Regions from separate parts of the Capra hircus genome. Here region 2 is linked to region 1. Evidence: chromatin contacts called from public Hi-C data. All regions are on one chromosome and are shown on one strand. The core of a region is the stretch at or near the end of the contact, and the rest is flanking DNA. Distances in the headings are between cores, read along the strand shown.

Region 1 (3,394 bases), core at 653-3,152:
CCTGCAAGAAGATAAGCCTGTGGTGTCTTTGCCTTGGGCTGCTGCCCGTGGGTTTCAGGGGCCATGGTCCAGAGGTGAGGGGGAGCTACAGGGAGCAGCTGTGGGAGCCCTAGGGTCTTCCTACCTCAGGCAGGAAGGGCAGGAAGGAGAGCCTTGTGCGTGGGGTGGAGCTGGGACTGGCCAGAGGGGCCAGCCCTGCCTGGCCTGAACAATTTGTATCCCACCCCCATTCAGCCTGAGCAGCCAGCCGGGCTGCCAAGGTCAGGATGGCCTGGCCAGGAGCTCTTCTGACCTCCCTCTCTCCTCTGCTCCACACATGGCCTGTCTCATCCCTGGGGGTCCAGGCCTAGCCCCGGCCACCCCGGGCTCTCTGCTGTACATATTTGAAACTAGTTTTTATTCCTTGTGAAGATGATATACTATTTTTGTTAAGCGTGTCTGTATTTATGTGTGAGGAGGTGCTGGCTTGCAGTGCGTGTGCACGTGGAGAGCTGGTGCCCGGAGATCGAACAGCCTGGTGCTCCCTGCACCCCCATCCCACCCTACCCCACCCCCCGCCCTGGTCTGGGGAAGCCAGCCGGGGGTCCTGGCTCCTGAGAGGCACCTGTCCCTCCCCCAACCCCCACCCCACACTTTTTCCAGCTCTTTGAAATAGTCTGTGTGAAAGTGAAGGTGCAGTTCAGTAATAAAATGTGTTCTTCGTGAGCAAAGGACCTGGGCTCCTGTGTACTCCGGGAGGGGACGCTGGGCTGGCAGAAGAGGCGCAGGAGAGTCGGGTACCTGTGCTGACTCTGCTGCCCTAACCTTGGACAAGTCCCTTCTTCCTCACTCTGGTCCTAAATTTCTCCACCTGACCCTGGGTCTGCTTTGAGCCTCTGCTATGTGCTGGGCACTGACTGTGTGTGAACATGACAGACAGTCCCTGCCCTCAGAAGTTGGTATTCTAGGGGGAGGCACAGTCAAGTGCCCACTTGGCTCTGTGTAGGCACAGTCCTGAACGAAAGTGAAAGTGTTACTCAAACTTCATGGACTGTAACCCGCCAGGCTCCTTGTCCATGGAATTCTCCAGGCAAGAATACTAGAGTGGGTTGCCATTCTCTTCTCCAGAGGATCTTCCTGACCCAGGGATTGAACCTAGGTCTCCTGCATTGTAGGCAGATTCTCTACTGTCTCAGGCACCAGGCAATCCCAGCCCTAGGCACTGGGAATTCTGCAGAGAAGCCCTTTCCTTTATGGAGCTTCCATTCTGGTCAGGGAGACAGGGAGATGAATATAAGGACAGCTCTGTTGCAGGGCAAAGGTGGAAACAGAATGACTCTGAGGAAGCATGGCAAGACATGAAAGCCCTAGTGGAGAAGGAGATAAGGAGTCAGATAACATTTTAAAGATAATCCCACAAGATCAGCTGACGGATTGGAGAGAGCTCTAGAGAGAAAGAGGAACCATGGGTGATTCAAGGTTTTGAAATAATGATACCATTATAATCCCAAAGTGAAGCACCCATCTGAGGCCAAGAAGTTCATAGTGAGTGCTCTAACAGCATTTAATATGGAACCTTAGCTTGTCTGGGAGTCAGGGAGGGCTCCCTGGAGGAAATGATATCAGAACTAGAGCCTGAAGAGTCTGTAAGAGTTCTCCAAAAGAAGTGGCGAGGCAGGAAGAGTGGTCCTGCTGAAGAAGCAAATGCAAAGATGAGCAAGAATTTTCTTCAGGCTGAAGGAAAGTTGGCGTGTCTGGGGTCTCCTGGGTCAGTATGATGTTGGAGAGGTGAAATGGGGGTACTGGATTTGATCCTGAGGGCAGTGAGAGCCAGAGGAAGGTTGTTAGGGAGTGATATACCACTTAGACCCCAAAGCGCCCTCTGGCTGCTATGTGAAGAAGGCTCTGGAGGGAGAGCAGAGTGGAGAAGCCATGGCTCGGTTAATGCTCCAGTTTTGAGGGTGGTCAGCCAGGTGTGTATCCTGGGTCGCCATTCCTGGTCTTTGCTCAAGTAACCTAGCCTATGTCCTAGCTTTTCCATCTGTGAAATGGGTAGGATTGCAGTACCCATCTCAAATGATAGTGGTCAAAAGTGAATGAGAGAACCCAACAAAGCTTGGGTGAACTGGAAGTTGGGGGGAGGGGGGGCAGCGATGACCCTGCCATCAAGAAGACCCTCAAAAAGAAGAAAGAGGTGCTCCTCAGGGAGTTCAACTGGCTGTGGCCGGAGATCCGGGAAGGGTCTGGGAAAAGGAGCACGACTCCAGGGCCAGGCCCTCCAGCTAGGGAGGCGGGCGCTCCAGCTGGGGCCTGGGGGGGTGCTCCTCCCCATGTGCTTTCAAGAGCGAGCTTGACTGCCCCCTGGTGGCCAGGGGTTTCCACCTGAAAGCCACTCCCACCCCAGATGCCTGCTCCCAGTGCTTCAGAGGACCTGTCGTCTCCTGACTGGCCAGCTTTCCCCTGTGTCCCCATCTTCTGCCCTGTTCACAGAAGGACGTCTACACCTCCAACCTTTAGGTGCCGAGTTCATAGCTTTTCACGGCTCCTGGCTCAGGGTCACCATTCTCCAAAGCCTCCAGGCTTCTATATCTTTAGGCCCAGGATATACCCGTGGCCGGTAACCTAACCACTCAAGTCCCCTCTCCAGATTCTTGAGATTCTTCCAGAAACGCCTTTTTACATAGCTTTGTTGTTGTTGTTGTAAAGTTGCTAAGTCGTGTTCAACTCTTTGCAACTCCATAAACTGTAGCATGCCAGGGTCCTCTGTCCTCCACTATCTCCCAGAGTTTGCTCAAATTCATGTCCCTTGAGTCAGTGATGCTATCTAACCATCTCATCCTCTGCCACCCTCTTCTCGTTTTGCCATCAATCTTTCCCAGCATCTTTCCCAGTGAGTCACCTCTTCACATCAGGTGGCCAAAATATTGGAGCTTCAGCTTCAGCAACAATCCTTCCAATGAATATTCAGGGTTGATATCCTTTAGGACTGACTGATCTCCTTGCAGTCCTAGGGACTCTCAAAAGAGCCTTCTCCAGCACCACAATTTGAAAGCATCAATTCTTTCACATAATATGTAACTATATTCTGATCCATTATTTTACACAAAGAGTAACAGACACACTGTGCCTGTTTTTTTTTCTGCCTAGTTTATCTTATAAAAGTTTCCATGTTTATACATGAATCCTTGATTGTTATACAGCTTCAGCAATTAACTCATGGCAGATTAATTCTTTTTTCTAGCTGTATAATATTCCACAAATGTTTTAACCAGACCCTGAACTCAGTCATTCCAACCTTAAACATGGTGTGAAAAGTGAAAGTGAAGTCACTCAGTCCTATCTGACTCTTTGCGACCCTATGGACTGTAGCCCACCAGGCTCCTTGGTTCATGGAATTTTCCAGGCAAGAATACTG
Region 2 (3,394 bases), core at 440-2,939, 55 kb before region 1:
TCTTTATAAAGTGTTAGTCACTCAGTCGTGTCCGACTCTTCACGACCTCATGCTCACTGTCCATGGACTTCTCCAGGCAAGAATATTGGAGTCGGTAGCCATTCCCTTCCCCAGGGAATCTTCCCTACCCAGCGATCGAACCTGGATCTTCTGCATTGCAGGTGGATTCTTTACCATCTGAGTCACCAGGGAAGCCCATATTTTTATGAAGTTGTGTGTTAATTTAAAAAATTAAGGGAGAGTTATACGGGAAAAGAATCCAAAAAAGAATGGATATATGTATAACTGACTTTTTTTTTGCTGTACATCTGAAATTAACACAACATAGTAAATCAATTAAATATTTTAAAAATAATACAAAAAATCAGGGCAGACTGAAAACATAGAGCTCAGCAAAAAAAAGCAAGATGTAGAAGTGTTTATAGCAAGTTACCAGTTGTGTAAAACATTTTTACATATACTTTTCCTTGTGAATACAGTGACCATCTCTGAAAGACTACAGAAGAAAGGCTTAAGAGTGATGATCTCTGAGACTTGCCTGATGGTCCAGCGGTTGACTCTATGCTCCCATTGCACAGAGCATGGGTTCAACCCCTGGTTGGGGAATTAAGATCCCACATGTCACACAGCAGAAAAAATAATTAATTAATTGTGATGATCTCTGTGAGGGGAACCAGGGATTAGAAAGCAGGAGTGGGAAGAGGACTTTCTATGCTTTTTGGTATCTTTTTAATAGTCTATTTTTAATCAACTAAATTACCACAAAATCAAACTTTTCAATGTTTAGAATGAATTCCAACTCATTCCCACGGTCAACTTCTCAACATCCTCTCACACCGCATTTGCCCTCCCTCAGCCACAGTGCTTCTCCTTCAGTTTCTGGGACATGCCAGAAGCTTCCTGCCTCAGGACGCGTTGTACAAGCCATTTCCTCTGCTAAGGTTGATGTTCTCTACACACTTTCAATAGGTTGGCATATTCTTACACTTCTGGTCTTGGATTCTATGTCATTTCTTCAAAGAGGCCATCTCTGGCACCCTATACAAACAATTTAAAAAACAGTTTAAAAAAATGTCTGTTTCCCTCACTGGGCAGAGAGGGCATCCATTTTAACGGACCACCTATTCCTTCACCCTCTTTATGACAATACCCTGATTTGTTTTCTTCAGAGCCATAGTCACTATTTGAAATCACCTTGTTTTCTGTTATTTACTGTCTCTCTCCATCTCAAGGGTTTTAGTCTCTATGAAAACATGGGTCATGTCTTGTCTTGTTCCTAACTCTATTTTCAGCAACCCAAACAATAAATATTTGCTGAATGTATTTATGCAGCAAAGACTATGGACTTCACAGATAACTCTAAAATCACCACAATAACTCAAGGAGGGAGGCTGGTTTTTACTCTTTTTAGAGTTAAGGGTAACTGATGCGCGCAGCAGTTGAGTAACTTGCCAAATCGGCAAGACTAGAATCCCAAACACTAGGTTCTTAGCCACAAGGCAACTCTTTTTCGATATACAAGCTGATCGGTGGATTAAACTGACCAAAGGAATGAATGGAAATGTGAATGTAAACGATGTTTCCCTTGTGTGTCCGGAATCTTCAGGTCTACCGCCAGGGGGCGCTCTCGCCCAGTTCTTTACGCCAGTCCTCCAGGCGCGCACTCCCTCTGCGTCTCGGGCTCGCGCGCGCTGCCGCGGCACCGGAAGTGACTGAGCTTGCAAGTTCCCCCGGTCTCTTCAGGGAAACTGAGGCCGGCTCGTTCGGAAGATAGAGCGCGAGCCGTCAGCCAGGTAGGCCGGCCCCGGTCCGCGGCGCGGAACTTGGCCGCGAAGAGCTCTCGCGCCCGGAAACGACCTGGCCGATGAAGGGGGTATGTGGCCCCCCACGGCTCCCGGGGCTCGCAGGTGAGAGCGCCGCCTCCCCTGTGCGTGGCAGGCGCTGCGCCCAATGGGAGCCCTCGCCGTTCTGCTTCCGTGCTACCTGAGCTCATTGATTGGCTACGCCGGGGCGGGCCGCCGGGGGCGAGACCCCACCTCCCAGAAAGGTCTAGGGGGCGCCCCTGAGGGAGAGCGGTTGCCTAGCAACGGGGCGGTGGCCAGGCGGGTACCCGGCCTAGCGCGCGGAGGAAGCCGCGAGGCCGCAGCCCACCCACCCCGGCCTCTAGAGAGGTGCAACCCCGGGCCCCTAAGCCCTCCCGGGGGTGCCAAGAAGCCAGCCTGGGCCTGTCCCCAGGAAAACGTAGTCTCAGCTGTGGGGGGTCTCGAGCAGGCCTCGACCCTTGTCTCTGACCGGTGGAGAGGCTCGGCGCCTCACCCTCGCCGGGTCTTTGTGCAGGGCGCCGGCGGCCATTGTGTCCGTGCGGGGAATGGAGGACCCGGCAATCCCCCACTGCCACCGCCACGACCAGGGCCTTTGGGGAATTCAAAGAAAGCCAGCGGCGTTTCTGGGGGGTCTCCTGCTTTCAGCCTCCCAGAAAGGCCCGGGGATGGCCTTTCCAAACTCAGACCGCAGATCCATGGCAGTGTTCCCCTCCCTCTGTTTCTCATCGAAACCTTGAGCCCCATCGAGAAGTCCCTTCAAGGTTTCTTGGGAAGCCTCACCCCGGGCTGATACTGAAATAGAAAAAAAAAAAAAAAAAACAAAAACTAAAGCTCACACCAGCCACCTCCGAGAGAGTTCTCCTAGCTCCCAGTAGGAGGCGGAGAGCCAAGGGGCGTGCAAGAGCGAGGGGGCTGGGCTCCCGGGTGGCAGGAGGCCGCAGCAGCGGCCGCCCTCGATCGGGGCGATGGAGGAGGAAGCAAGCGAGGGGGCCGGTTCTTGAGCTTCGTAATTCCTGTGTCGCCTCCTGAGCTCTCAGTCCGCCGGGTCGCATGATCCCTCCAGCCGGAGCTGCTTTTTTTGCCAGCCGCCGCCGCGAGGCCGGTTGACTTACCGGCATCCCCGCTGCCACCTCCTCTCCCACCTATGATACAAAAGATCTTCCGGGGGCTGCACCTGCCTGCCGTCGCCTGAGACGGATTTGAATGTAGGTGGTGAGGGTTTATGGGGGTGGGGGGCAGACTGCCCATGGGGGTGACTTTTCGAGGAAGACATTTCAGAGAAAAGGGGGTGGCTGGGATAAAAGGGGAGGAAAAAAAGGCCGGTGTGATGATTCAGAGCCCACTGGTGCTTTCAAATTGACTTCATCGAAGTACCTGGGAAGCTAGACCCAAATCTTCATAAGAGCGGCAAAGAACCCAGTTCAAGTACCTGGAGTGGGGAATGGGATATTGTAGGTAAATGGCTTGCATATTCATTTTTCCCCCCTGAAGCTCTTTCTTTCCCTTCAGAACCTTGTCTTGGCTTTGGATCTTCGAAGAGAACCACTAAGCAGAGACCAGACCCAGTGAGT

Evidence for each region. A called contact is a pair of places that touch in the nucleus more often than the background predicts.
Region 2: a Hi-C map of liver shows a contact between it and region 1, with 6 times the contacts expected there. The contact joins the promoter of BCL2L1 here to the enhancer-like site in region 1. A contact is called at or near these places in 4 of 5 Hi-C or Micro-C datasets (blood and liver).

The regions. Positions count from the first base shown.
Region 1 is chr13:60,526,164-60,529,557 of ARS1.2, reverse strand. BCL2L1 (bcl-2-like protein 1) reads left to right here. Exons shown (of 3, transcript XM_018057683.1): 3 at 1-710. Among named protein-coding and RNA genes, the nearest start is that of ID1, 37 kb to the right of the region's middle. Within about 2 kb of position 1,902, at least 3 of the 5 cell types and tissues checked have an H3K27ac peak or open chromatin away from gene starts, as enhancers often do.
Region 2 is chr13:60,580,621-60,584,014 of ARS1.2, reverse strand. BCL2L1 (bcl-2-like protein 1) reads left to right here and starts at 1,689. Exons shown (of 3, transcript XM_018057683.1): 1 at 1,689-1,793; 2 at 3,333-3,394.